Regions from separate parts of the Mus musculus genome. Here regions 1, 2, 3, 4, 5 and 6 are each linked to region 7. The links are chromatin contacts, called in public HiCAR-type and promoter capture Hi-C maps. All regions are on one chromosome and are shown on one strand. The core of a region is the stretch at or near the end of the contact, and the rest is flanking DNA. Distances in the headings are between cores, read along the strand shown.

Region 1 (2,852 bases), core at 329-2,828, 720 kb before region 7:
GCTTTGGGCAGCATAGAGCCTCTATTGATCAAAAGCTCTGAGCTCATCCTTCTAAACACAACAGCCCTATCCATCCTGCCCTCTTCCTCCTCTTCTGTGTTCTTACAGGATCTTTTGACTAGGTTGAGTTGGGACTCCAGGAGACTTCACTTTAAGGAGACTTTTAAAAGTATCTATGTTCTTGGAGAGGTCACTTCTACTTCAAAGAATTTCAAGAGTAGCCCATTAGAGCCACTCCAGGTCATGCTTGTGGAGCTGGCACAAACCAAGGGTGTGGAGTGGCATGAGGGGTGCCCACTAAGGCACTGGCTTTTCTGCTTGGCATCAACAGTGAATTCACTGCTCCATTATGGCTTTCTCCTTGGGAATTTCTGTAAAGCAGATATTTTATTTGCCTTGTAGTTTCATAGTTACATATGATGGGCGCTAATGGACTTTGCAGTGCACCAACCTCTCTCCTTCCCCATCAAATCACAGGAAATAGCTAACACGATATACCCTAAGGTTTTACAATGTTCTTGCTTCTTCTCTAACATTATTATAGGATCTGTTTCTGGTGACCAGGAAAGAAAAGAATGATTTCCCCAATACTGTTTAACAGCACAGATATTTTAAAAGGCTGAGCACATTGTGCTTAATGTTGGCCATGCTTTAACTGATCCTTTGAAATGGTGGTGGTGGTGGGAATATGGCTGAAAAATTAAACTCAGTTTACTTTAGAATCATATTATCCCAGACAGGCCACGCTAGCAGTAAGACCTGCTTGTCTCTAGCTGTGTCTCTGGGAGGACAGACTTCTGTCCTCTTTTAGGGAACATATTTCCTTGGTTTCCCTACTCCTTCTAGATAAATTTTTATACCACAGTGATTAGAAACTCATCTTTCCCAGGTGACTGTGGATCAGAGTGGATGCGGCATGCTTGACCACTTGGAGAATAATAGGTGGTTGTGGAGACAGGCACACGTTCTAGAGAAAAAAATGGGGGGGGGCAGGCAGTTGAAAGCATTTCTGAATCCACCCATCTATTCATCTACCTGGGGGTCAGAAATAAACAACGAAAAGCAAACCAACACATACAGGGTCTTCCTAGAAGCTTACTATCAGTAAGGCAGGACACTGAGCTCTATGAGATCCAAGGATCACAGGGCAGAAATATTGCCATTAAAGAGAACATACAATCTTTTAGTTTATAATAAAAATAACCATTTATGTTTCTCACACATATACATATAGATAATATAAAGTTGGGAGTGCTAAGTATGACAGGAAAGGTATAACAAGAAAAGGATGAAGTATTTCAGAGAAAGAAGCTATTTCTATGGCTTGGAAAACTAGGAATGATTTCTCTGAGGTGGTGTTGGAATAATGCTTAAACGATGAGCTAATGGCGCCCAAAAGAGTCTAATTTGAGTCCCGGCTCCCCTGACTAGTAGCTGTGTGGTATTAGGGAAGTTATTTACACCCTCTAAACCCATCATGCTGTCTCCAAATTGGGACAATGGTCTCTGCCCTGCAGGCATGTGGCACAGAGACCAGGCAGGCTCTGGGTCCTCAACAGAGTGTCTGGTGGGAAACAAAGGCTCATGCCGTGACAGCTGCCTCTGTTTTGTGGTAACTGTTTTTAGAGAATGCTAAGAAATGTTCTACTAGGGAAGGCCATGTAGTACAGAGATGCTCTCAGATGCACTGAGGGTACCAAAAGCTGATAGAGTTGGAGGACACCACAGTGTTCCGAGAGAGAATGAAAGAAGCAGGGGTCGGGGTTTCTGTGTAATGGAGAGTAGCCGTATGGTGGGTGGCAGTGGATTGTGTCATCCCATCTAAGGACCAAGAGCTTGGTGTTTCCTATTGAGGAGGGCAGGGAGACAACTAAAGAAAAATAAACATGAGTTACAGGGGAAAGGGCACAAAGTCTGCTTTGCATTAGTGGAAATGAAATGGGCGGAAAACATTTGGTTGTTTGATCATGAGAAGAGCTATTTTAAAAGTTCCAGGTTTGCATGCTCTCCAGAATGGTTATTCTTAGTAATAATGCCAGGAAGTCATGTGATGGAGGAAATAAAAAAGATGCAACTGGGACTCGGAAGATGTGACCTCAGTCTTGATGTCACCAGACACAGCGACATGAACGAGAAAACCCACCTCAAGTTGTCAGCCTCTCTTGCCTCAGGTGCAATTTAGGTTTGATGCTGCTGCCTGAGGATTTAGAAGGGGTGCAGGGCCAAGTGACATCCAGGATGTAAATGATTGGGGCAGCATGAGAACCATACAGCAGTGCAGAAAGTACTGGATGCAGGCAGAGGGCAACTGAGAGGTGAAGTCAGGAAATTACATTGTAGCCTAGTGGAGGGTTTTCATTTGGATGTGCATTCTAGCGGGTCCCTGCCTGTCTTTGGAGGACAACTTGTGTGCTGTGATGTGTTAACTCTACAGGTTCATGTTTTGAATGTTTGGTCCCCACTTTATGGCATTATTTCAAAGCTCAAGGAGACTTTAGGAGCTGGGGTCTGGCTGGTGGAAGCTGTCATGGTCGCACAGAAACTTCTGAAGAGGATACCCTCCCTGGGGCTATTCTGACTCTACCTCGGGGTCTCTTCTAAGGCCAGAGCTGCTCCTAAGGAACCAAAGTCAAGTGAAACTGAACTCCACAATCTCTTCCGTGCTTTATCTTTTGGGACAAGTATTTTGACATAGAAATGACCAAGCAGCCGATGTAATCTCTGAGGGTATTTCAATACCCTTGGCTTTAAATTTTTGGAAATCCAACAAGAGCATTGTAAGTGAGGTCTAGACCAACTTCTCCCAACTGACTGTTGCCACACTGTGTCACTGGCTACAATTGCCTGGTGTC
Region 2 (2,965 bases), core at 358-2,857, 910 kb before region 7:
CTCCTCTAGGACAGTCAATTGTGGGACCCATGTTCTGAATCCCTTTGAGACCCATTTGTGTTTGCTTGTGGCAGTTTCTCTGTCCTGCTCTTTAAAATGCAAAGAATTCAATTTCCCCGTTATCTGTTATTGTTGTTGAACTTGGGCAGAAGGTACTTAATTTCTTAGTCTCTCCTTAGTTTTCTCTTGTAACTACTCAGTAAGAGAAGTAATGGTTTGGCCTGTTCTGGCCCCTTGTCATGGCTGCCACTCGCTGGTGGGGCAAGCATAGCCTGGGCCAGCCTTAGGCAGTGTTTCTGAACTTCCATGTTGTTATCTGAAATCTGGGTAGAAGGGCACTCTCTTATGTTGTAACCAAGATGGGACTGACACTGGTTTGTCACACGCTTTGGTGCACTGGAGGTGGGAGGTTCTGCCTTAGAGCCCTTGCTTTGTCTGAGTGGATGATGCTTGCAAAGGGAGAGGGGGTAGCACTCTTGGAGATGTGCTGTCACTCTGGACTTTTGACTTAATTGTCTGCAGTTGGAGATCAGGAAGAGGGGCAAGGTGATTGGCATGTTCTTTTGGCTGCGGTGAACAGAAGAAACTCAGCAGCACCGAATAGGGGACTTCCGGGTGAAGTCTCCAGTGAGATAGCTCAGTGCCTTTGGCCTCCTTTTTAAGTCGTTCTGAAGACATTCTCAATTTGCAAAGTAAGGAACTGGCAACTTATGTTCAGTTGCTCAATTCTGTTTTACAAAAATGTGCTGGTTTGTGAAAGAGCCCTGCAGTAGGGAAGAGGCCCCCAAGAAGAGTCTAGGATAGGAGAATGTGTGGGGATGGCCAAGGCACTCTTCCTCCCATGACTGCTGCTTCCAGGGCCCCTTAATTTAAGGGGAGGCAGAGTCCCAGGCCATGGTTACATTTGTTACTCTTTTGTGTGCCGCCCCTTACTTACTATGACATTTATTGAGAAAGCCCTTTCATGTAGTTCTGCCCTCTTACAGTTGGAGGGATCACCCAGAGCTTGTCAAATCCGCAAGCAGAAGGGAAACACGGAATGAGCTGAGCACTTTCTGTGTGCTTGAGGATTTCCACAATACCCATGGATGGTGTTTTTGCCTTCGGTTTTTGGTGTGGTTGTTGTTGTTGTTTTGTGTTTGGTTGGTTTTTGTTTTGTTTTAAAAGAATAAAAGCAGTCACAGAAACTTTATGACACCCTTTAAAATTGTTTCCCAGTGCTTGCTGACATTAAGCTCTCCCATCCACATTAACTTTTAGCCTGATTTGCCAAGAAAAACAACAGGAAAGAGCTAACTTTAGACAGGCAAGGCGAGAAGCAAGGGGTCCTCGGCCTTCACCCACCGCTGTGAGCGTGACTTGTGCTTCCAGCGCACTTCCTCTTCCCTGCCACACACGTAGTGCTCCCTTCTCTTGCTTTTCCCTGGCTAGCAGATTCCATTCAGTGGCCTCACCGGTCCTGGACCTTTCCTGCATCTTAAACACACTTGACCTGTAAAAGTTTGTAATGAGACTCACCTGGGGAGGGCCTGCGTCTATTGGCTGTGTGGACTGAAGCCGACGCCTACATTCCACCTGTAAGTTCACTTAAGTGGTGACTGGCTGGACAAAGTGTCAGCTCCTCCCCCGACCCTAGAACTCTTTAGAAATTGACAGAGCCAGGAAACGCCTCCTTCCCGGCTCAGTAACTACAGTCACTTAGCTCACGTAGATACTGTTTCACCGAGAGGATTTTGAAGACATTTAATATCTCCAGGGGACACAAATGGGCTTCGCATGATACATCCTTTGCTCTTTGGAAAGCCTGACCCCTGTGTAAGTGGCTTCTTTAGGTCTGACTTGCAGACTCTTTGGGTAATGCAGTGCCATGGCGGACTGTGTCATGGAATTGTCTTGCTGTTATAAACCACAGCCTGTGCTATATGAGACTTCTTAAAGTTTGATTTGGTGTTAAGTAGTCTTATAATAAAGTCAAAAGAAATCACCATATCCTTACAAAAGGCATCAGAAACGTGCCTTCCTATTTAAAAAAAAAACAAAACAAACATTGTGACGTAAGAGAAACTAACACCCTCCTCAGGCTCTTAGGCCTTTATGGAGATGCATGGTTTGGCCTGCAGAAAGCAACTGCCCATCTTCCCATTAGCACGCATATGCCAGAGAATGGGAGCCATTTGGAACCTTGTGACTCCTGTTGTAGTGAAAGTTTGTTTCATAAGCAAAGATAAGAAGGTCTCCTATCTCAGACTGGGGAAAAAAAATCTCTGAGAACATATGAATTTCCTGGGGCTGGCAGCTTACAGTAGGTTTGAGCTCTGAGAAGCAAGCTTGTTGTCATGGGAAGTCAGGACACAAGGTGGCACAGTGGAACCTTGTTGTGTGCCTCCGGAGTAAGGCTGCTGGAGTTGAGCTGTGCCTGGCGGCTCACTAAGAAATAAATCCCGCAGCAGAGCAGGGATCAAGAGTTGTTACTTAGGCACTGTAGCCTCGATGGTACTAAAGTGCAAGGCCAGGTTGCCCCTCCCAGGTACCTTGTCAGTCTTTCCTGGAGTCCTTGAGATATAGGCTCACTCCATAAGGTCTGCACATTTACATGTTCATTGGAGATTTAGTCCTGAAGCTCAGCATAGACAGATAAGGTGGATCAGAGACAATTAAATGTATAAACAACAATAACAAATAGAGATGTGGGCAAATACAGTTATTTTAGGGAGTGTCAGCATATCTGGCAACAAGCTGGATTTGTAAATCAATTATGATAAAAGGTGTCACTTCATATCTGCTGGGAGCCTCAGTCAATCCTGAGCTCCCTGTGTAAAGAAGGTGAGAAGTTGCGCATGCATAAAGCTTTGGCCTTATTGTTGCAAGGTGCGGGGAGCAGCCAGTGAAAATGTCCAGGGAGAAGAAGTGAATGGCCCCTAGACTAGAGTATACAGACAAAGCGGGCGACTCGAGTGGAACTGAA
Region 3 (3,060 bases), core at 362-2,861, 810 kb before region 7:
ATCTATATTTATATTTATCTATCAGACTTGCATGTATTATATGGTTTTGTTTTAGGTAAATAGTTAATAGCAAGATCCCTTGTGACTTTTCAGACATCATCATTATTATTGTATGCTCATTCCTCTGTATTTATCTCCTTGCCTCCTCTTTCATTTTAAAGAGGCTTAAGCCCCCTCTACTCTTCCCATTTCCCCCTTCAGATCAGTTGTGCATGGCTGTTCCCCTGAGAGCATTTTCTTTTCTTCCTTCCTTCCTTCCTTCCTTCCTTCCTTCCTTCCTTCCTTCCTTCCTCCCTCCCTCCCTCCCTCCCTCCCTCCCTCCCTCCCTCTCTCTCTCTCTCTCTCTCTCTCTCTTTCTTTCTCTCTCTCTCTCTCTCTTTCTTTCTTTCTTCCTTTCTTGTTTTTGTTTTTTTGAGACAGGGTTTCTCTGTATAGCCTTGGCTGTCCTGGAGCTCACTCTGTAGACCAGGTTGGTCTGAGAACATTTTCTATGTGAGGACGTATAGGCAAAGACTGGCCATCCAAAGACACATGTGGGAACTTCTCCACCTGGGTACTCACTCACTCATCAACTCATTCACTCACTCACAGATCCATTCATTCAAGAATTCCACATCATCTCAATGTCAGAGTCTAGATGAAGTACACAGGCAACTCAAAAGGATGAATCAGACAGTCAGAAACTTCAAAGATGGCTGAATAGACTACTGACAAAAAAAAATTGAGGCACAGGAAATAAAAAAAACCTGTTAATTATAGAACAAAAATTAGAGATAGTCACATCTTTCATTAAACCAATAGTCAATAGTAGAAGATGGCCACGCTGAAAACCATGGACTTTGGAAAGATAAGAAGATTATCCCAGTTTTGAGATGACAAAGGTTTATCCCAAAATTGAAAAAAGAGGAGGGCTTGGCCTATTTCCAAAACAAATGATATTTCATTAAAAATGAAAGGGCATCTTTAGTATTTGCTTTGGGAAATGTGATTTTGTTGTTATTTAATGAAGTTAAAATTAGATCGCAGTAAGTTCAGTCATATTTTACCTATAGCTCATTTGATTTTAACCTGTTGTAGACTTATGCCACCTCAAAGCATGCTGTCAATCAAAGCATAGTTGCATTTCTTTTGACAGATACAAAGATGGTTTATAATGGGGGGGGGGGGGAGGGAGAGGGTGTGGAGGGAGGGAAGGAAGGAGAGAGGAAGGGAAGAGAGATAGAAAATCTAGATTGCTCTAAAAGGTGACAGCTCCAAATGTGGAAGTGTTGACTTCTCTCTATAATAATAGCTCTATCTGTTTTATCATCTGTTTTATCATCTAGTGTGTTGTGTTGTATATATGGATATGTGTTGTAGGAGTAAGCCGGCCAGAGGCCTACATGAACCAGGTATTTCTGGAAGGCAGGCCGGGGCTGAAAAAGAAACTAGACGGTGAGAAAAGAATGATGAAGCCAAGACAAATTTTTCTCTGATCAAGGCCCACGAGTTTACTAAGAAACTGTCCTTATAAGGGGGAAGGCCCATTCACACCCCACCACCACCACCACCAGTCCATTCTTGGTGTCTGCAGCCAGCCTGTAAGCAATGTGCAGGATAGGGTGTGTCTCCAGAATGTCTTCAGGGTCTCTCAGCAGGTAGCAGAGTCTCAGAGAAGAGCAGTAGTAGTTGACATAACAATAGAGCCATCTAAATCGGAAGGCTACACCCCAGGTGATCTCATATTCAGTGGCAGCAAAGCCTGAATCAGCCTGCTTCAAGGCTGGGGGAGGCTACAGACATGCATGTGTGCATGCCTGTGTGTGAGTGTGTGCAACGTGTGTGTGTGTGTGTGTGTGTGTGTGTGTGTGTGTGTGTGTGTGTGAGTGTGAGTGCACATGTGGCTGCTGTGGTCACTGATCCCTCTTGAGTGTCTTTCACAGTTGCTTTCCACCTTATGAGGCAGATTCTTCCATTGAACACAGAGCTCATCTCTTTGGGTAAGGTAGCTAACTAAGAGCTCCAAAGAGCCTCTGCCCCCTCCCCTCCAGCCGAGATCACAGGCTGTCATGGCCAACCTTTACATCAGTGCTGAGAATGAACTTGGGTCCGAATGCTTGTGCATCAGACACTTTGTAGACTGAGCCATATTCCCAGGTCTTCTAAAATTAAAAAAAAAAAAAGTTAGTTTCTCCAATTAGCATACTAAGTATAATAATCACTGGGATGTAGTCAGAGTAGATTTTCTAGTCTGGCTCTGGTTAGTAGAACTTTTCTGAATTTGTATAAATCTTATATCTCTGCTGACTAATATGGTGGCGGCTAGAATATGTGGCTATTGATTGAGTACTCGAGATGCAGTTGCTGTTCACTGAGGGCAGTTTAATTCAATCTTAAACAACACAGAGTTATTCCTAGATAGACATTTGTGACTAATGACTCTTATTGCACAATGTACCTTTGTGTGAATGTATGATGTGTTTGCATGAACAAAGACACAAACTTGTTCTATAAGTTCCCACATGTGTCTTTGTGCGTGGATGCATATAAACATATGTGCGTTAGCATACAGAGGCCAGATGTCAGGACCTGTGTCTTCCTCAGTTGCTCTCATCCGTGTTTTCTGAGATAGGGTCTCTCACTGAATACGGTGCTCACTGATTCAACAAGCCAGCTCCGGGATGCTCCTGTCTCTGTCTCCACAGTGCTGAGATTCCAGGTGCACGTCCATCTTTCCTTCTCCTGGACAATGCACCATGAGAGACTCACCTTAGTGAAGGGAGCAAAGCACTTCGGTAACAAGTTATTTTGTGCAGAGTCAAAGAGGCTTCTATGCTTTCAAGTTTTACTAAATATTACTGAGTGATAACACTATTATTCCTCTAACCATTTTGTTTCTTCAGTATTTAGTAAGCTACTGCTACCTGCCTGGTCTGCTGTGTTTCCCAGTGGCCTTAGGTGACCCTTGTGAAAGGGTCAGCCCCCAGGGGGTCATGTCCCACAAGGTGAGAACCACTGCACTAATATTCGCTGAGAGCCTAGTTTAGGGTTGTGAGGGGGAGAAAAGTTCAGGATGATTCC
Region 4 (3,264 bases), core at 439-2,938, 880 kb before region 7:
TGGCCCTTTATTGTTGCTTTAGAATCTAGCCCAACGCAGAGTCATTTGATTTGGGGTCTTATTCAGGTCTTGGGTTTTACTGACTATGGATAATGTTTTGTAATCTTCTCCAAATATTAACCTCTCCTGGGTGGATTCACAAAGGCAAACAGGAAACCAGTTGAATCTCTGAGTCTCCTCCTGTTGCAGTGGGTGTGCCCCTCCTTCCCGAATCCTTTCTGATTCAGTCCTTTGTCATCTCCAGAGCACACTGGAAAGTGATAGGAGACAGGAAAAGTAATGATACAGGCTTCAGTTTTCTCTCAAATGGCTCAACCCCATAGGTCCTTGTGGCCAGAGGCAACTCATTGAAGTCAAGAAGGGGCTACATCCTTTTAACATTCTGAGCCAATAGAACCCACTCTGTCTCCAGTTAGTCTTGATAAGTTGCTTCTTGCTAAAGGGGACACTCAGCCTGGTCTGCCCATGTGTGAGTGCAGTAACCACCCATTACTAACATGCTCCTCTGTGCGCTGCGAAGATCAAGTCATCACAGCATGGCCCAACGCATGATCCACCATCAAGGCACTGGTTTTTCATTTTGTTTTATTTTGCTTTGCTTTTTAAATTACCCCCAAAGAGTTTTCTGCCGACTTTAAAGATAACCAGAAACGGGGAAGGGAATCCCAAGTTGTTTTCCACCCCAAATCTCCAGTGTACCCCAGAGCACACTGAGCTTTACCGTAGTTCTTGTTTTCAGGCTCCAGCAAGAAAACGCAGGTATGTCAGGTGACAGGCTCTGTCAGTCAGGTGACAGGCTCTGTCAGTGTGGATGAAGAGTATTGAACGTTTTCACTCACGGTTGGATCTTTTGATTATTTTCCTTGGGTTCTTACAATCAACAAATTGAACTTTTCCCTAACACCTTTCGCGAGACTGCTGAGCTATGCAGAGCCTTTCTTCATGCCTGCTGTTTGAGATCCTTGTCCTGCAGGTTGGCCTTAGAGCCGAGCTGCATTTACTCTGGACCTTGGTCCCATGTGGACCCCTTCTGCTGCACCTCCTGCCTGCATTCACGACAGCTCACTTGGCTTTTTAAAATTCTTTGAGTTTGGCATTCCACTTAGTGACACAGACTCAGTCAACTCCTCCCTCCATTCAGATTTGAAGGAGTCAGTGTGTTTTTCAGATAGTTTCCCCTTCAGGTCAGAATTATAGTGAAGGTGTCTGCACAGTTGACTCTGTTGTTTCCCCCTCCCAACCCCCCCCCATATTAATTTTGTTACCATTTCCAAAAGGTGGCCCAACAGTGTCGCTGTTTTGATAATTCTGAGAAGACAAATTCTAAAAGTCTGCATAAAAACCATTGGAACTCAGCCAGGTGGTGGTGGCACAGCCCTTAGGAGGCAGAGGCAGGCTGATTTCTCTTGAGTTAGAGGCCAGCCTGGTCTACAGAGCTAGTTCCAGGACAGGCAGGTTCAACACTAAAGCCCTGTGTCAAAAGCAAACAAACAAAAAAGGCACACATTGGAACTCAACACACAAGCACCTGCTTATACCAGAGCACCCCTCAAAGACAGCTTGCCCTGCAGAGTGGCTCAAGCAAGCAATAAACCTGCAGATCCCTTCCACCCTGTTTCCTATCCTATTATGTCTGCCTGTAAGTCTGTGAGTCAACACAGATGATTAAAGGAAGAGAGCAAGGGAATGACTTGAGACAAGCTTTGCTTTGCTGTCCTCAGCCTGAGTAGGTGCTAGATTTTCACTATGTCCCTTTAAGGGCATTTGCTTGTGAGGCAGGAAGAGGCTCCAGGCTAATGAGCCCACCAGGGCCTCCCTGAGAGCTCCTGACTGGGCTGAGTGAACATGGATCCCTAAGCGTCTGTCTGGGTGCTCTCCTGGCTTATCTCTTACAATTATGCCTTTCCTAAAGCTTCCATCAGCGTACATAGAGCAAAGGTGTCGCTCCACTCTGTGTTTTCACATTGAACTTTTAATGCTAGCCGACTCTTAACCTCCCCAGAAGCCCAGTGATTATTTTTGTAAATGGAGAAAGAACAAAACATTGGCAGAAGCGTTAATAACAGTTGGCAAAATGAAGTGGCAGGAAGACAGAATGGATAAAAGCATCCACCCCAGCTCTGGGGTTTATATGTACAGCCCCAAAATAAACCAACGGCCACCAAGTTATTTTGGGGTTTCAAGACTCAAGTTGCCAAATACCCCAAATTCTAATTGTTTTAAGGAGAGAAGCTGGGGTTTTGCCATCATTTTAAAGTAAAAAGGACTGTGACGTTGAACTGTAGACTCGGAGCTGTGGCTTTTTAGACACCCTGAGTATTGCCAATGTTTTGACCATCAGCACAACGCTCTCCTTTAATAACATTTGCTTGATGCTTTAATTAATTAACACTTAACCTTCTCTTTCCCTTTTCAACCCTTTTCTCCTCCCTTCACTATATTCCCACATAACTTAAAAAAAAAATAAAACTCAATACCAAAGCAGGCAATGCATGTGTGGCTATGCCTCACAAAATAGGTCGGATTATTGAGGGGAGCCCTGCTGACCGCTGTGGCAAGCTGAAAGTAGGAGACCGGATCTTGGCAGTAAATGGATGTTCCATCACCAACAAATCCCATTCTGACATTGTCAACCTAATCAAAGAAGCGGGCAACACAGTGACTCTCCGCATCATCCCCGGGGATGGTAAAGTATACCCATATCTATCTATCTATCTATCTATCTATCTATCTATCTATCTATCTATCTATCTATCTATCTCTATCTCTCCCTCTCTCTAGCTCTCTCTCTCCCTCTCTCTAGCTCCCTCCCTCCTTCCCTCCCTCTCTCTCATCTTCCCCCATTATTGTCCGTGAGTAACTGAACACTTGATTTTGGTCTCGAGGCAGCTTTACCCATCCTAACTGAACATGCCTATCAGACGAACCAGAGTCATTGTTGCTAAACTCCTTCTCACTCTCACTAATTAGAGGACTAATTAATCCTCTAGCCTGGCCATCCCACCTTAATGCACACGGTAAAATCTCCAGCTTTCTGTTTCTTTTTTCCCTTGCTCTTCTTGTCTTCAGAGGTATAGGAAAATTTGGCTGTGGGGAGTAATGACAGACTGATAGGGTAGCTGAAAGGTTTTGATTTTTTTTTTTTTTTTTTTTTTACATTTTCTTTTTTCCAACAATCACTGAAATGTGACATCACAAAACTTAGCTAACAGCAATGCAGAGGCAAAACTGTTTTTTTTTTTTTGTTTTGTTTCGTTTTTTGTT
Region 5 (3,037 bases), core at 484-2,983, 950 kb before region 7:
TATTCTCTTTAGCACTAGAATCTGTCCCAAGTTCTGTCAAGATTGCTTTCTGTTGTGAACTTATTAAAAGGCAAATAGCTTGCCTTGCCTTGTTGCTCATTATACAATCCTAGCATTTGAATGAATACTACTATTAATTGTGTATTAGTTGTGGAATAATTATAATAAAGTAATACATTATAATATGTATTATAATATATAACATATGTGTATATATACATATATATGTGTGTGTGTGTGTGTATAATAACATATTTACCTGTGAGATACCAAAGCATTATTAATTTACCCTGTAGTGCACAATTGTTTCATATGCATAAATGGTGATATTTGGAAAATGCAAGCTAATATTGCAAAGTAGTATACAGTTAAAAGCCTTGTACTCTGTGATTTTTCTGTTACATATGGCTACAGATTTTGTTCAATAAATATAGGTTTGCATGTTCATGTTTATTGGAACAAGTTCAAGTGGAAATATATGTGTTTCTAATTTGAGGCACAGTCCACATGCTCATTTTACTCCAGTTCCTTGCTCCCTTAGCTGAAGAAGGAAGGAATGAACTAGGTGTGTGAGCAGATCTGTGTCTCATACGTGGGGAGTAATGGCCATCTGAGTATTCAGTGATTCTGTTTAATATAATATATAGGTAACCAGTTTTCAAAGATGAGAACACTACAAGGTTTCTGTGAACTGTACTTTAGTACAACTTCATGGAACAGGTTTAATATCTTTGACAAGAGATGAGTTTGAAGGCAGTTTAACCATTTTTATTACATTGGATCTTCAAAGTCCATGTCTACCATAAGTACATGGGAAATGTATGATAATAGATGATAGAAGGCCTTTCATTGAGAAAACTGCTGTGGAACGGGTGCATTAAGAAGGGCTACAGAAATTTTTTTTTTCACTAACAGCATTTTCCTTGACACAAGTATACATGCATATCCAGTGCAGGTCATTCAGTAATTATCTCATCAATATTAGAATCACATATTTCATTCATTTAGAATGATATATGAGTGCATAGACAGCATAAACACATAGTCACATAATGGCAGCTGTCAGTTTGTGGTTTTGCTGTAAGCACAGAGCTGCCTTGCCTCACTGTTTGCTGTCATGATCTGGATCAAGAAATTCTACTTCTCACACATACTGTGCCTGCAAAGTACTATACAGTTAAAAGTCTTATACTCTGCTCCACCTGCCCATGGAATTTTATTCATAAATATAATTACTCCTTTGGTCATCAATATTTGTCTAGCACCATTAGAAGTCTTGACCTTCCTTGTAGTATCAGGTCAATATTTTTAGTTGCCTGTGTTTTTGCTCCAGCGGGCTGTCTCAAAGAGATTTCTGACTCAGGATAATTAGAACTGAACTATTGACCCTATACTCAATGCTCCTCGTGTTGGTTGGAAGTAAATGGGTACACATTCAGGAATCCAATTGATCCATCACCTTTCTTCACCTCCATTTCTAATGCACGAGTCAGCTCAGTTCACATGCTTCCTTAATATGTCTGAAATCCACTCCATCTTTTCTTCCCCACCTGTAGAGCTCCTAGCTGGGTTACACAAGTCTCCTACCCAGATCCCTTCCTTCTGCTGCTCTCAGCAGTTGGTTGCTTTGGGGGTTGTTTTGTTTTGTTTTCTATGTCAGTGTGAGGGTGTCTTCTCTGCACTGCTGGGGCCTCTCTGGTTGCTTAGTAACTGCCTGTTCTGGTCTGCCTGTCCAGCCACCCTCGCTCTGCTCTGCCCTGCCCTGCCTTTTGCTTTGCACTCCCTCTAGACCTCGCTGAGTTGCTGCCTAACAGTTGGATGCTCAGGGCTTCCTCCTTAGAATGTGGTCACATTGCTCACAGTTGCTGAATATCTTCTATGTGAGACATCCATCCGTTGGAGACCCTGCAGACATGTCAGTGAATGCGACAGCAAAGCATCCGACTCTCACAGAGCTTGAATTGAGTGGTTTTCATTGACACCCATGCATCTTTCACATTGTAGCTCAGATACCATTTCCATGACCTTGGCTTCAGATACATACATTCACGTCACTCTAGTGTGTAGCGTACTCTGGAGACTTAGGCATGGTCTTAATTTCACTGAATTTTGTTTAGTTTTGTACATGTCTTTTCTTCCAAAAGAGTCATTGTATTTGTGCCAGTTTTAACAGTTGCCTAACACAGTGGCTGGCACATACTCACTGGGGTGGGGGTGGGGTGAGCAAGCCTTCCCGTGCACCTCATTAGGTAATACTAAATAGGCAGTTTTGCATTTTGTAATATCTTTGAGGTTTCCTTGTTCTTAAGTGGGAAGTCACTTATTACAGACCTTATTTTATTTAAATCTGATCATTTAAACAATAATAACAACAAAAAGAATGCTATTCAAAACTGATTGCTCATGCCAGCTGGGCATGGCAGCCTGTCTGTAGACTCTACCAGGAGGCAGAGACAGAATCCTGAGGTCAAACTAGCTACCAGGATTAGCTGATTAATGGTTAGTATCTAAGACAGTCCACAGTGTACCCTGAACACTGGCATATACACTGGAAAGAGGTTTGAACCCCCTTGCCTCTGGGGTCATGTAGCTTCCTTCCAGGGTAGGCGACAGCCACCTGCTCTCTGTAGCTCGGGAGCCTTTAACAACAAAATGAATGTTGTGTGCTGTGCCATGTTCTCATCTCAGTAATAACCAACTTATTTTATTGACAGCCAGAGGAGGTCAGAGGTGACTTGTTTTGCTAGCTGAAATAATTGAGCACAATTTACACTCAACTATGTCTGAACCGTTGGCTTAGAAAGCTTATGTACAAATCAACAAACAAACTCAAATCGGTGAGCTCTGCCTGCCATGATGCCCCTTCAGCGCAGCCTTCAAGCATCATTTCCTTGATATGTATCACCGTGGCATAGTTGATCTTTCTCCCCCTCTTGAAAGGCACTGGGGACATTATACAATCTCCCTTTTCAATTTGACCTCACTTTCCCTTTTCCAAGCCGCATTACTTTTAAGTTAAGTAATGCTCTAATTGCGA
Region 6 (2,982 bases), core at 75-2,574, 640 kb before region 7:
CGTCATTAAGCTTAACAATACACTGATCTTAGCCAGGCATGGTGGCACACGCCTTTAATCCCAGCACTGGGGAGGCAGAAGCTGGCAGATTTCTGAGTTCAAGGTCAGCTTGGTCTACAAAGTGAGTTCCAGGACATCCAGGACTACACAGAGAAACCCTGTCTCGAAAAACAAACAAACAAACAAACAAACAAACAAACAAATACACTGATCTTTCTTTTCAAAAAACATCTCACTCCATAGTATTCCTTGCCTGAATACACCACAATTTCTTTTACTGATGGATGCTCAGAGAATTTCCAGTTTTAGTGTGTTTGAAATAAAGATGCTATTTTGACTAAGGCTGAGGTCTTTACTGTAACTGCATCTTCTAACATTCCCCTTCTGCCCTCCCAACCCCCACCGCTGCCAATCTTGAAGGACTCTGTAATGATCTTCTCTCAGGCTAATAATCTCCATCTCCCAGCCTATTTCCTGGACCTGAGCTGCAACAACAGCCACAATAGATTTATTTTGTCAAATTGGCTGTTCTGTTTTATTTTTTTTTCCTCTAAGAATTGGAAACTCTCAACCTTGGAAGTCAAGTTCTCAGAAGGCCCCGATCACAAAAGGAATAGAAAGTGGCACAGCAGGTGCGGTGTCAGATTGGATGTCATGGTCGAAGGGGATTTCTCTAAATATGAATGAACATTCTCTAGGTCTTTAGAAAAAATTTCATGTAAAATGAGGAAAGTGGTGTTCTGGGAGGTATAATCAGTCTTTGTGTGTACAAAGGAAACTGGACAGGCAAAAGTTTAAAGACAATTCCAACAGTTCTGGCATAAGGAAGCAATAAGAAGCCAGGGAGGAATGTGAGAGGCTTTGTGGGAGAACGGGGTCTAGGTTAAGGGAAATGTGGCCATGTGTGGGACTGTCAATGAAGGCAGAGAAGAAGAGAATTTTGACACCAATGCTCTGGATCCAGATGGCTGAGATTATGTTTCTCGTTTCATTTGCTTGGGTTCGGGGAAAGATGAAATGTGTGTAAAGGCACGTGGTTTTGAAAAATAAAGATGTCAGGGAGAAATACTGGTGTGTGGATAAGCAGATGTGGATCCAGTTTAAGGGTGTAGTGGAATGAGAGAAAGGTTCATTGAGGGACGGAGGCCATAGGTCTTTAATGGAATGAAGAGTTTAACCTTTGGGGGAAGATGTCAGCGTATATTATTTATTTATCAATCTCAATCACTTGGCCCCATTTCAAAATTATTAGATACTTATGGTTTCACAAACTCGATGAGCTTTAGGTCCTCCTAAAGCTTTAGGTCTTTCACAGGGCCACATTCATCTCAAGGTTTGACTGAGATGCCTTTCCTTGCAGATTTCCCATGTGTTTGTTATCAGGCTTCACTTGTGCTGGGTTGTAAGAGGGATGTTTAGCTTCTCCTGGGCCCTTTGGATCATCACTAGGTTGACATCTCCACCTGGCTGGATGGCAACATGGTAGCATCGTGGTAGAGGACAAGAAAGAGAATCCTAGCAACAAAGAGAAGCTAACAAGATGGAAGCCAGACTCCTGGAACTTCCCCATGGGCAAAACTTCATGTCACCTGTGTTATGTTTCCTCACTGAAAATGATTGTCACTAGATCTGGACCATTCAAAAGAAGGAGCTGATGCAGGGGGCTGGCTAACATGAGGAGTCACTGTGAACCCTGGCAGAGTTGCCTAACCATATGCACTTAGTCATATTTGAGGACGCGCTGCTCATATACTACAGACAAACTGAAGTATTTATTGGTACCTAGAACTTTGCAATTATCAAGTTCCAGAAGAATATGAGAAATGCTTTCCTTTGAGAGGAGGCCATATGTCAGTGGAGGTGGTTTTGGCATTTACTAATGCACTCAGGAACTTGATTTAAGGAGTGAACTGTGTGATACTGTATAATTTCAAACACTTTTCTAGCAAAAAAAAATGTATTACCTTTAATTAGGCTCATTTAAAGCTGTTAAGACTCTTGTCAGAAATAATTTTTAAGTGGATGTGTCAAGATAAAAACAGCGGTTGTCAAGTGAAGAAAACGGTAATTTGTGCATATGCTGTCTGGTGTATGAGCAATTGGATCTTCACATGCTAGCTGAGCGCTTATACTTACAATTTCTCTTATGGCAGCCACCTTGGCAGTCAGGAATTCAAGCTGCTGGAATGCTATTGTTTGTGGTAAATATTTGTCCTATGACGAGGGAATTCGATTTGGTTCCTACCCTGTAATATAGACAAAAGCATCACTAAGAAGGGAAAGCATCTGAGCGATCGAGTTCACCAACTGGCTGACCTCATAGCAGGAGCAAGGCATGCTGGGTGATTACAGAGTAGAATAATAGCAATAATGAAGACCACTATTTGGTGAAAGCAAATCAAGGGACTATACGCATTTGAAAAACCTCTAGTTCTATGTGTAATCGTTTTAGGCTGCTCAGTTCTCTAGCAGGCTCTGGCTAGGAAGCTCTCATTTGGCCTCTAAGGCAAGGTTTCTTAGTGGGGCCACTATTGAAATTTGGGGCCACATAATTTTTGGTTGGGAATGAGTGTGGTAGAATGTTCAGCAGCATTCCTCATGTCAACTCATGCAATCTAGTAGCTCAGCCTCCTCCAACTTGAAATCTAGTTTTGACAACTAAATGTTTTCAGACATCATCCTGTGCCCTCAGGGAGGAGGGCTAGGATAGAAAAATAGTCAACACACAATAGGATTAAAATTAGCATTTGAATTAGGTAAACCTGAATTAAGAATATGTAATATTATCTTATATTTTGTGTTGTGTATGCATATGCATTTGTGTATACATGTTAGTATTTGTGCGGGTAGATATGTATGCATGTAAAGGCCAGAGGTTAATGTTAGGTGTCTTTCTCAATGGCTTTCTATCTTAGCATTTGAAACAGGGTGTCTTACTGAATTGGGAGTTCACTGATGTAGTTAGACTAGATGGCCAGCAAG
Region 7 (2,935 bases), core at 421-2,920:
CCAGAACTCTTTGATTGTTGTAATGACACTTGAATATTTCTGTCATTTGCTGGGTAACTCCAGTCCTTTTCCAGCGCAGCCAGTATTATAACTCACATAGCCCCTGTGAGCATTAAGTGGCTGTTGTTTGGAGACAAAGCCATTCGTGGTATTTAAGAGTCCTCCCCTTATCCTTCCCAGAACATAATGACTTTAAAGTCTGGTTTCTTGTGGGTCACAAACTCATTCAATTCAATTAATCCAATTAAACCCAAACAATGGCAACGATGTTGGGATGAAGCATTGTCTTCCGCGCCCTTTGATGTGAGCTGTGAGGCTCTTCTCCAGCATAGATTTCTCTGAAACAATAGCATTTCTCAAGCTGCCTTCTACGAAAGAGCCTAAGCTGCAGCAGCATCCACTTGGGTATACATATGTCTTAACAAACTTTCCGTCTTTCACGGAGCACCTTGAATTTCCCTACAAGCAAATTAGACAAGCGTGCAGTTGTAGAGTCTGGTTTTGTTTTAGAAGAAGACCTCCTTTTGGGTACATGGCATGAATGTCAGATAACTTTGTTTCTCAACACCAGGCAAATTAATAGTGACTGATTTATGTCCACCCCCCAAATTGCTAATAACCTTTAATAACCAAGTGCAGTGTTATGCAGTTCTCTCTAATCAAAGGTTGCCTTTGGTTTCTGACTGCCAAAATCTTAATAAAGACAATAATTCTTGGCTTGCCCATAAGTGAGATTATGCAACCAACAATGAGGAAACCATTAAAAAATTAATTTAGGGGAAAGTTAATTGGTGTTTTGCAACTTGGTCAACAAAATGTTTCCTCGTGATTAATGGGATTTTTTCAAGAGCTGAAAACATTAAGCCTGAGGAAATTATTTTTCCTTATTAGCTTTTATTCTTCATCTATTCATTTGAGATTATGAGGAGGCACAGATAGTTAAGTGAATTCCATGATTTAAACAAACAAACAAACAACAAGCGAGGCAATGTTCTGTCTCCAGGAATAGAAACTAGAAAAATAAGAGGGCAGGAGAAAGTCCTTCTGCTTATATGGCCTTAATTGTCAATGGTTGGCTCTCTATGGGTTACGCTATAGAACCGCATCTCCCAATTTTCCCAAGCCATCCATCTTCCAGGATGGAAGTCATGCACAGTGTTTCGTTTGTCTGTTTCAATGTGGCACCATTACTTCTGGATGGTGGTGTTTCCCCACAATCTCTCCTCCCTCTGACATCCCCTGAGAGTTTTGGTTCCTCCCCACTTGTGGCTCCTGCACCCTGCCCAGCACTGGCAGTTACCAGTGCTTTTAGAACTTGCCTTAGTGTCCCCCTCCTTGGAAATGAGAAAGCATTTTGACTGCTGTGAAAAATCATTGGATTAAGAAAGCATTGCCCTCCTCTGTGACCCACCCCTTCCCGCCCTCCAGAAGGGAGCCGAAGTGCCTACTTACATCCTGTGTCTTCTCAGTGCTCTGTGTCCTGTGGCCAAGGCGTGCAGCAGAGGCATGTGGGCTGTCAGATCGGGACACACAAAGCAGCCAGAGAGAGTGAGTGCAGCTCCTACAGCAGACCAGAGTCGGAGCGTGTCTGCCAAGCCTCACCATGTCCTCTCTACACTTGGAGGGCAGAGCAGTGGCAACAAGTAAGTAAAGCCATGAAGTAAGTGCACACCAGCCTGCGTGTCGCTCCACCCCCTTGTTAGCATCAGCTCCACACCCTATGGAGCCTGCAAAGCCATTGAATGGAGTGGCATTGCTGGCTCCTTCCCAAAGGAGCTGTTTGCTGTCAGGCTCTAGGCAATTCCTGTTTGCGTTTCTCCCTGTGGTCTTGAGTATCCCAGAGCTGGGGTCACTGAAATGGAAAGGAAAAAAAACAGCTTTAACATGCCTCAGGCCAAGAGTATAAGCATACAGACAACTTTCACTTCACAGGAGGGGAGATGATGGGCAGAACATTTAATATATGTTTGGATTTGGTTAGCCTGTGTTCATTTGAATAGCCGTAACATGCAAGTATTTGAGGTAAAGCTTACTCTGTATTTTTCCTTTTCGTGTGCCATTGACGATCAGGGAGAGAAAACGGGCTCTCGTGTGAAATACTCATTAATTAGGGTAGAATTTCCAGTGTTTTCAACCCATGGTAGAATCCACATGAAGTGTTGAGTTAATATAGAAATATGCTGGACTTATTTTTCTTCTACTCCCCAAGTTAATGCTTGACTTTAGCAGACATTTAAGTGTCTGTGCTGGAAAGTCCATTGCTGGGGGAAGGGGGAGAGGAGGGTAGAGGTGGTATAAGACATTAGGGGGAGGTAACCCCAATTTCCAGAACAGAATGCTAGGTTATAGAAAGAGTAGGACAGAATTAGAAAGTCAAATCAGATCTGCTGACCCCGGAATGACATAAAAGACGCACACTGCTGGAGAGGCAAGATGGAGGAGCCGCCTGCACTGAGCGTGGCTCACAACCCAAGGTAGCGTGGTTTGAGGATGTTTGTTCTGCACTTGGCTGTGCTGGGAGCTTTCTGTCTGTCCGTCCTCTCACTTTGTCTTTTGGATGACACCTAGATGAGGTGAGTTTAGTTTTTAGTTTTAGGTGGTAAAACTAAGATTCAGACAGACTTTGCCAGTTGTCCAAGGGCCCCACATCTAGCAGCTAGAGGAAGCCACCCATGACCCTGTTTGATATCTCTCATCTTTATGATTTCCTACTGTATTCTGCACCTCTGGGATTGGCTTCCCAGCCCTGCTCTCCCCAGTCCCTTCCGGTAATGGATCCATTCCTTACTACAGTGGTTCATCTCTTTAGGAACGCTTCCTTCTTCATCTGCTTGGTCATGTTGCTTGTTTTCCTTCTAGACTTCTCTTGCTTCTGTCAGATAGTATCTGGGACAATACCTAACACAGTTAAGTTTAAGATTATTTGAACTTGAGC

What was found. Promoter capture Hi-C pulls out the DNA fragments that hold promoters and counts their contacts. HiCAR-type assays count read pairs that join an accessible place to other places.
Region 1: a contact with region 7 is called in a promoter capture Hi-C map of liver, with 6 times the contacts expected there. The contact joins the enhancer-like site here to the promoter of A730049H05Rik in region 7. A contact is called at or near these places in 17 of 39 promoter capture datasets (the 3T3-L1 cell line, 3T3-L1-derived adipocytes, the C10 cell line and 11 more), 5 of 115 datasets of contacts at active chromatin or transcription factors (embryonic basal ganglia, embryonic limb bud, embryonic stem cells and 2 more) and 3 of 9 other capture datasets (adipose tissue, embryonic stem cells and pancreatic islet).
Region 2: a promoter capture Hi-C map of 3T3-L1-derived adipocytes shows a contact between it and region 7, with 8 times the contacts expected there. The contact joins the enhancer-like site here to the promoter of A730049H05Rik in region 7. A contact is called at or near these places in 7 of 39 promoter capture datasets (3T3-L1-derived adipocytes, cranial neural crest, embryonic stem cells and 4 more), 2 of 115 datasets of contacts at active chromatin or transcription factors (extraembryonic endoderm stem cells and fibro-adipogenic progenitors) and 3 of 9 other capture datasets (adipose tissue, embryonic stem cells and liver).
Region 3: a contact with region 7 is called in a HiCAR-type map of embryonic stem cells, with 5 times the contacts expected there. The contact joins the enhancer-like site here to the promoter of A730049H05Rik in region 7. A contact is called at or near these places in 8 of 39 promoter capture datasets (the 3T3-L1 cell line, 3T3-L1-derived adipocytes, the C10 cell line and 4 more) and 4 of 115 datasets of contacts at active chromatin or transcription factors (embryonic fibroblasts and embryonic stem cells).
Region 4: a promoter capture Hi-C map of trophoblast stem cells shows a contact between it and region 7, with 6 times the contacts expected there. The contact joins the enhancer-like site here to the promoter of A730049H05Rik in region 7. A contact is called at or near these places in 12 of 39 promoter capture datasets (the 3T3-L1 cell line, 3T3-L1-derived adipocytes, the C10 cell line and 7 more), 1 of 115 datasets of contacts at active chromatin or transcription factors (embryonic stem cells) and 1 of 9 other capture datasets (liver).
Region 5: a contact with region 7 is called in a promoter capture Hi-C map of stem cell-derived epiblast-like cells, with 5 times the contacts expected there. The contact joins the enhancer-like site here to the promoter of A730049H05Rik in region 7. A contact is called at or near these places in 5 of 39 promoter capture datasets (the 3T3-L1 cell line, embryonic stem cells, liver and 2 more), 1 of 115 datasets of contacts at active chromatin or transcription factors (embryonic stem cells) and 2 of 9 other capture datasets (adipose tissue and embryonic stem cells).
Region 6: a contact with region 7 is called in a promoter capture Hi-C map of liver, with 8 times the contacts expected there. The contact joins the enhancer-like site here to the promoter of A730049H05Rik in region 7. A contact is called at or near these places in 11 of 39 promoter capture datasets (the 3T3-L1 cell line, 3T3-L1-derived adipocytes, the C10 cell line and 6 more), 2 of 115 datasets of contacts at active chromatin or transcription factors (embryonic fibroblasts and embryonic stem cells) and 2 of 9 other capture datasets (adipose tissue and liver).

Annotation. Positions count from the first base shown.
Region 1 is chr6:93,534,712-93,537,563 of GRCm38.p6, reverse strand. No RefSeq gene overlaps it. Among named protein-coding and RNA genes, the nearest start is that of Gm22312, 27 kb to the right of the region's middle. Within about 2 kb of position 1,578, at least 4 of the 459 cell types and tissues checked have an H3K27ac peak or open chromatin away from gene starts, as enhancers often do.
Region 2 is chr6:93,726,428-93,729,392 of GRCm38.p6, reverse strand. All of the region lies in intron 12 of Magi1 (membrane associated guanylate kinase, WW and PDZ domain containing 1), which reads left to right. Among named protein-coding and RNA genes, the nearest start is that of Gm23035, 66 kb to the left of the region's middle. Within about 2 kb of position 1,607, at least 36 of the 459 cell types and tissues checked have an H3K27ac peak or open chromatin away from gene starts, as enhancers often do. A contact at or near this core is called in 3T3-L1-derived adipocytes and adipose tissue, where this site is marked.
Region 3 is chr6:93,628,607-93,631,666 of GRCm38.p6, reverse strand. No RefSeq gene overlaps it. Among named protein-coding and RNA genes, the nearest start is that of Gm22312, 120 kb to the right of the region's middle. Within about 2 kb of position 1,611, at least 12 of the 459 cell types and tissues checked have an H3K27ac peak or open chromatin away from gene starts, as enhancers often do. A contact at or near this core is called in embryonic stem cells and stem cell-derived epiblast-like cells, where this site is marked.
Region 4 is chr6:93,693,430-93,696,693 of GRCm38.p6, reverse strand. It overlaps Magi1 (membrane associated guanylate kinase, WW and PDZ domain containing 1), which reads left to right. Exons shown (of 24, transcript NM_001029850.4): 19 at 2,519-2,686. Among named protein-coding and RNA genes, the nearest start is that of Gm23035, 99 kb to the left of the region's middle. Within about 2 kb of position 1,688, at least 3 of the 459 cell types and tissues checked have an H3K27ac peak or open chromatin away from gene starts, as enhancers often do. A contact at or near this core is called in trophoblast stem cells, where this site is marked.
Region 5 is chr6:93,769,982-93,773,018 of GRCm38.p6, reverse strand. The region is part of intron 6 of Magi1 (membrane associated guanylate kinase, WW and PDZ domain containing 1); the gene reads left to right. Among named protein-coding and RNA genes, the nearest start is that of Gm23035, 22 kb to the left of the region's middle. Within about 2 kb of position 1,733, at least 55 of the 459 cell types and tissues checked have an H3K27ac peak or open chromatin away from gene starts, as enhancers often do. A contact at or near this core is called in adipose tissue, liver and stem cell-derived epiblast-like cells, where this site is marked.
Region 6 is chr6:93,455,758-93,458,739 of GRCm38.p6, reverse strand. No RefSeq gene overlaps it. Among named protein-coding and RNA genes, the nearest start is that of Gm22312, 52 kb to the left of the region's middle. Within about 2 kb of position 1,324, at least 6 of the 459 cell types and tissues checked have an H3K27ac peak or open chromatin away from gene starts, as enhancers often do. A contact at or near this core is called in second pharyngeal arch cranial neural crest, where this site is marked.
Region 7 is chr6:92,815,178-92,818,112 of GRCm38.p6, reverse strand. It overlaps A730049H05Rik (RIKEN cDNA A730049H05 gene), which reads right to left and starts at 1,670. Exons shown (of 5, transcript NR_169152.1): 1 at 1,453-1,670. It overlaps Adamts9 (a disintegrin-like and metallopeptidase (reprolysin type) with thrombospondin type 1 motif, 9), which reads left to right. Exons shown (of 40, transcript NM_175314.4): 30 at 1,470-1,643.